Linked DNA regions of Rattus norvegicus: region 2 is linked to region 1. The links are chromatin contacts, called in public Hi-C maps. All regions are on one chromosome and are shown on one strand. The core of a region is the stretch at or near the end of the contact, and the rest is flanking DNA. Distances in the headings are between cores, read along the strand shown.

What was found. A called contact is a pair of places that touch in the nucleus more often than the background predicts.
Region 2: a Hi-C map of liver shows a contact between it and region 1, with 7 times the contacts expected there. The contact joins two enhancer-like sites.

The regions. Positions count from the first base shown.
Region 1 is chr11:89,837,827-89,841,110 of GRCr8, forward strand. It overlaps a transcript of Lpp not described here. Among named protein-coding and RNA genes, the nearest start is that of Lpp, 34 kb to the left of the region's middle. Within about 2 kb of position 1,650, at least 29 of the 93 cell types and tissues checked have an H3K27ac peak or open chromatin away from gene starts, as enhancers often do. A contact at or near this core is called in liver, where this site is marked.
Region 2 is chr11:89,973,041-89,976,324 of GRCr8, forward strand. No RefSeq gene overlaps it. Among named protein-coding and RNA genes, the nearest start is that of Lppos, 45 kb to the left of the region's middle. Within about 2 kb of position 1,826, at least 14 of the 93 cell types and tissues checked have an H3K27ac peak or open chromatin away from gene starts, as enhancers often do. A contact at or near this core is called in liver, where this site is marked.

The sequences.
Region 1 (3,284 bases), core at 400-2,899:
GACCCTGTCTCACTGCAGACATCCCCAAGTCTTCGTTCTCTCATGCCCTGCTTGACTGTACTTCAGGACCTCTCTCTCCACGCTGCCATGAAGGACCTTGGATGGCTGGCAACGTCTCATCAACCACACCTCTACCACGGCCCTGCAAGAGCAACTTCTCTTCCTTATGACCATGATTACACATCACAATCTCTCTACACTTGAGCGTGCAATGTTACGTGCACACATGTGGCAGCTGTGGCTCTGGTTTCTTTAAAGGCTTCTCTAGAGGACGGACACGTGGGTCAGTAGTTAAAGGCACTGGCCGCTCTTCCAGGGAACCGGAGTTTGATTTCCAGCACCCACCTGGCAGCTCACGACCATCTATAACTACAATTTAGGAGACCTAAGCCCTCTTCTGGCTCCTGCAGGCACCAAGCACACAGTGGCACGCAGGCATACATGGGAGCAAACCACTCAGACACATACTTTTTTGTTGCTTTTAAAGAAAAATCACGTGCAAGATATGTCGTTAGTGAAAACTGTCGTCGAAAACTGTAAACTGTAAACACAGTCATACATGTGAACACAGGGACACACGCCCATTTGCACATGCTGGGGGAGAGAAAGGGAAGAAAGGAGGAATGGGGAGCTGAAAAACTTCTTCCCAAAACTGTAACAATGATCGTTAAAGCAGAATGCATTTGGGGTAAATTTTATTCTCTATTTTGTATTTTCCTGCCCTGCTTCAAAGTCACTGTAGTGCTTGGAAATCATTTAAGTGATGAAACTGTCTAAGAAGAGAAGAGAACAAAATAAAATGAAAAATAGAAAAAAACAAAACAAAACAAAATAATACAGAGGAAAAGCTCGAATTAGCCCTCTGAGTATGGTCAGACATCTATGTTCAAGTTTTCCTGTCCATCCCAGACACCTCTAGGCTACACGTGGCACACTGGAAGGCAGGATGCAGGTCTTCTTCTTCTTCTTCTTCTTCTTCTTCTTTTCTTCTTCTTCTTCTTCTTCTTCTTCTTCTTCTTCTTCTTCTTCTTCTTCTTCTTCTTCTTCTTCTTCTTCTTCTTCTTCTTCCTCTTCCTTCTTCCTTCTTCTTCTTCTTCTTCTTCTTCTTCTTCTTCTTCTTCTTCTTCTTCTTCTTCTTCTTCTTCTTCTTCTTCTTCTTCTTCTTCTTCTTCTTCTTCTTCTTCTTCTTCTTCTTCTTCTTCTTCTTCTTCTGCTGTGGTGCTGGGAATTAATCCCAAGGTCTAAAGAGGCTCTACCCCTGAGCCACAGGCACCACCAGGCAATGCTCTTTGAAGTCTCCCTCGCCATTGGTAGCCTGACTTAGATAAGATCCATTACTATAAATGGGGACAGCTGTAGTCTTCCAGAACCTTCCCTCAAAGGAACAAAAGCCCTGGGAATCTCTTAGGACTCCAACCAGAAAGAAGGGTAGAGCATGCCTTGCTGCTACACTGGCAGCCACACCCTGCCCTTCATAAGGTTAAGCACCACATGCTTACAGAAACCGGCATGTTAAACTCCGGTGCCTATGATGTCACTGCTCTGTGGCTTTCTTCACATCGCTGCTGCCGAAGCACAGCCCAGGCACAAAAAGGACGCCCAAACCCTTTGGATTTAATCATTACGCCACCATGGAGTCCACTTTGGCACCAGAGCAATGGTGACAGTGTGTGCTGCAGCTCAGTTTCAGTGCTGAGCATGAAAACAGCCGGCCTATAGGACACAGTGGCCTTCTCTACCAGTTCTGACTGACTCGCACTAGCGCACGATACTTCCACAATGTCACATAGATTAAACCAGGGCAGGCTTCACAGCCACAGCGGGAAGGGACACTGTGAGGTTTGGGGGTTGGTTTGTTTGTTTCTGTTTTGTTTTTTTATTTCTAGTCAGCCATTACTGGATTTTCTACATGATAACTCGCTGTTATCATACTTAAAGGAGAAGAAGGTGGTGGCCCCATGGGAAGATATGCCAACAGCCAGCACCTTGAAGAGACAGCATCTCTCTTCAAGCTGAGGCCAGCACCGCCTCAGAGGCACGAGTGCAGGGAACAGACTGTAACTAGGTCACTGGATTTTGCTTCCTCACAGTAGACCTTTTTGCACACGCTCGCCGGAGCTTCCAAGAGCTCAGGAGGCTAACTCTGTACAACTGCTGAGATGAACTAAAAGTAAAACAGTTACTCATGAAAAACATGCTGGAAGGACTCCCATGTGCGTGGCACGGCAGAAGGTGCCAGAAGTAAGCAGAGGCTACCCCACCCTCCAGAAGCGGACAGTGGCAGACGCTCGAGGTACAATGTGATGAGTCCTAAATGTTCCCACTCGGAGCAGCATGTGGCTCGAGCAAAGGGAAGATTATTTCTAGCAGGGGGAATGACAGGTGGCTTCAGGACAGTGAGTGTTCCACCACCAGGACGTACCGGAACAACGTCGGGATGGGACAGATCCAAGGCCAGGGTACAGCTCAGCTGGCTGGCACCCAGGGGCAGTAAAGAATGACCTTAATTCTGGAAAGAACACACAGTGCCAGGCGACGGACTTTGGGTATTTTCACAGCAGCAAGGCAGACTGTCACTGTATGCACAGAATGTGCCCCAGGGAGCAGGACGATTGAAGCAGATTTTTTTTTTTTTTTGTGTGTGCACTAGTAAATTCAAGTTGGTGCCGGGAGAAAAACGGAGACACTACAAACAAATATCCCTGTCACTGTAAACGGGCTATGATATGCTCTAGAGTACAACTGTGGGGAGTGACACTTTCTTGTGACTAGAAACTACATCCTCCCAGGGCTGCGAATCTGGTAGGGAGGTGAGTAGAGAAGAGGGGAAGATGACAAAGGCCACTGTTCTGTCTTCAAAGGCTCTCACTGATACAGTCCGGGTGGGTCCCTCCCGTTCTTTAGGGCCCACTAAATTCAACACCCACTCATGCCATTCCCGTAATGTCCTTTTCACAGCTTTGCACACCCACAAAAGCTCTCAGTAAATAACGTCGTAAGATTGAGTGGTTGCTGGTTTCAAAACAGAAAGTCCACCACACGGGAAAAAAAAAAGGAATGAAAACAAGAAACAGGTGGTCTCCTCCCTAGGCAGAAGAAAGCTAAGACCCAGGGCCCCCGATCAGCCCATTGCAGTCGGAATCTGTGAAGGGAAACCTAACCATGGTCATGTATACAAAGCTCCCTGGGTGGCTTTACCATGCAACCATGGGAGAGAATGCCAGCCAGGCAAAACCACTGACGGCTGAGCATGGGAATCACAGAACACTAGGAAAAGCCAACAC
Region 2 (3,284 bases), core at 576-3,075, 140 kb after region 1:
TGTGTGGAAGGTCCAAGCTTTGTTCCCTAGCACAATAAAAGAAACACGTGGCCAACCGGTATTAAATAAAACAAAGCAAAACAAACAACCAAACAACAACAACAGCAGCAGCAAAATCCACTAGTATACATCGTTTAAAATACACATTCATTTTTAAATTTTTTATGTATGATGCTTTGTCTCCACGTATGAGTGAAAGTCACCACACATACTGAGTTGCCATGGAGACCAGCAGAGGGCGTTGAATTCACTGGGGTTTGAGTTATGGAGTGCTGGGATGCTCCGTGTGGGTGCTGGGAACTGAACCCTGATCCTCTGGAAGGGCAGACAGTTCCTAAAGTATATATCTGTATTTTACTTAAACAAACAGGATCGCCCACACATCATACCATGTGGCATGTAGAGCCCTGCAGCTGTTTAGAGCATCGATGGGTGGTCTCCTGGATGTTTGTACATTTGTTGAATTTAGACCCTCTTTTCTTCATCCTCTGAAGTGAATGTACCTGTCTACCCTCCAGTGTACTTGTGACAGGGACTCTTTTGTTGCCCTTTACTTATCCGCATGGGTCCCCAGGGGCCAGAGCTGAGGAGATGGAGTATGTTGATTGGAGAAATCTTCCACAGGCAAAAGAGGCAGGGATGTGAAGAGGGTCAACATAAAAATAGTGACTGACGTGTTCTTGTTAACTGACACTAACCATCAGTTAACGTGTCTGGATTTCAACATCACCAAGTGTCCTTCGTGAGCCACATTCCTGCTAGCAATGTTGGTGGTAAGAACTACTCTGTGTCAGACTCAGACTGTCGCGGTCAGATGGGAATATCCCCCCTCCCCCCAAACATACACACAACAGGCAACTTGGTGCATATAATCTCCACACAAAAACGATCTTCCCTTGTTCAAGCAGTGATGTCTACTCTCTATAGCCTCAAATCTAAGGTCCCTGTTAAGTGTGATGTGAGCCCCCAGCACTCTCTCCTCCCAGAGGTTTTTTAACTTGGTGCACTCTGATTCCAATTTCTCCTCTGGTTACAGGCATGATTGTTGTCACAACTCTTTCACATTCCTGGCATAGGTGTGCACATACAAATCTGGTTTAGCATCTGTGGCCTTGCATAAGACATAGGACAAAGTAGGGACTGGGAGAATGCAACAGAGGATCCCAAGGGTACCCAAGGTTTATAAGGGCTTCTCAGAAACCATGTTTGGATCCCATTTCTCTGTCACCGGGGACCCTACTTTTCAACATCCAGCCTAGAGAGGTCCTCCTAGTGTCATTATTACAATTCTGTGTTCTGGATCTTCATTCCTTCTTGAGGTCAAAGGCTTTAGAGGGAGTTACAGATCCGACCCATTAAAAATTAACTTGTGATATTTTAGGCTAAACAGAATATCTCTGATATTCTTTAATTGGCATTAGGGGAAATCATTCTGACATGCTGTCACTCTGGTTCTAGGTTTCTAGGTAGATAAAACCAAATGGTGGAAAATAAATCGATTTTGTCTTTTGAAAATATATTGATTTGATAAAAACAAGTTACTTATAGATTGATCAATATATTCCAGGCGCTGTGCTGGTCAAACAAGAGAATAATGAATGAAGCATTTGCCTGATCGCTGGGCTTAACAATAATCAAGAAGCTGGGCAAGTGAGCAGGAAGTCAAGACAGAAGGGAACCTGTACCACAGGGCTACTCGGGCGAGCAGGAAAGAGTGGGGACCTGAGTTACATGGAAGAGGAATTATAGAAGAAATGATAGTTGAACCACTGGGCAGGTCTGTCTGTCATTTGGTGATGGTCCCTTAACCAGCTCTGGCTGTTGTCCTTTCTTTTGTTGTGCTTGGAATTCAGCCCAAGGCCTTGGATCTATTAGGCAAGCGCCCTATTATTGAGCTCCAGCCCCAGCACTTTTTTTAACCATTCTCTGCTCCTTATGTTGTTTGTTTGGTTTTGTTTTTCAGACAGGGCCTCACTATAGCTCAGCTATCTTAGGGCTCCTTCTGGGTACCAGGCCGGTCTCATTAGATATCGGGCTTCCTCTCAGGCGTTGGGATTGAATGTCTGGGGTCACCACACTCAGCTTTCTTTTGTTCTTCAGCAGCTACTCATCAGGATTGTGACAGGTACTCTTTGGAAGTCTGACCTCTCCAAGCCACCGTGGGCGGCCACTAGCTAAGACGGTAAAAGGGCGGTGAAACAGATCGAGGGATTCTTAGAAGTATTTGCTTTGTGACGTAAATACTAGACTTCCTTCCATCCCACCCTCTGCACCAGACTGGGTGTGAGGGTTGGCAATGGAGTCACCAGAATCCAATCTGGATTAAACAAATTTGATTCAACATGGTTACAGTGAACTACTGAGCTTCTGGGCCACCATAAGCGAAATTTTATGTGAAAAACAATTCCTTTGCCTTGGTTATCTAGGTTTTTTTTTTTTTTTTTATAAACTTGTATCTTACAGGTTTGAGGGTACTTTTGACCAGACTTCTTGTTTTATGACCTCTTAACAAAGTTATCCATTAAAAATAAAAAACCCCAAAACTCTAAAAGAGAAAAAAGGAAAGATCTAGAGCAAAGAAAAGAAGGAAAAGCAAGCGAAGCCAAGCTATCCATAAAGGGTCTGTAGATAGTATCTTCACTGGTTACTCCTTTTTCCTCCACAAATGAGGCACTGCTAAGATTTATCACGGGGAGATGGAGACAAGAGTTAGAGGTGTCTGGCCTCCTGTCTCTGCGCCATCGTATATTTCTTTAATGAAGTGTGAGACCAGAATTCCATAAATTCACATAGTAGCAGAAGCAGGCAGGAGCTCGTCAGCGGAGCTATTCAGGGAGCCCAGCATCACTCTTTGCGTATTAGAGAAGTTCACAGCTGGCTAAAAATAGGCTTGGAGAGAAGAAGTCACTTTTAGACCGCAGCTCATTTTGGATTTCTCTGGAGCCCCATTCTGGGCCACCGTGTATTTCCTTTTTCCTTTCGTTCTAGTAAGAGCACCCAGGCGGGTCAGAGACAAGAGCTGCATGGTTATCTTTAGTTCCACTGTGCACTGAAAGCAGAACTCCGAGGAAATAACAACACGCCCCGGGGCACATGAACTGCTACAGCTTTTTAATAAGCGCTAACACGAATCGAGCCTTTCCTACGTCCTGGCCTCTGTGCTTGTTTTCAATTTTCAAAACAACCCCAGGAAAGAAAAAAAAAACATGCTATTAATAGCCTCCACCCATCTCTGATGAGGAACCAAACATTCAGAGGGGACAAGCAACCTGTTTCCAGTCTCA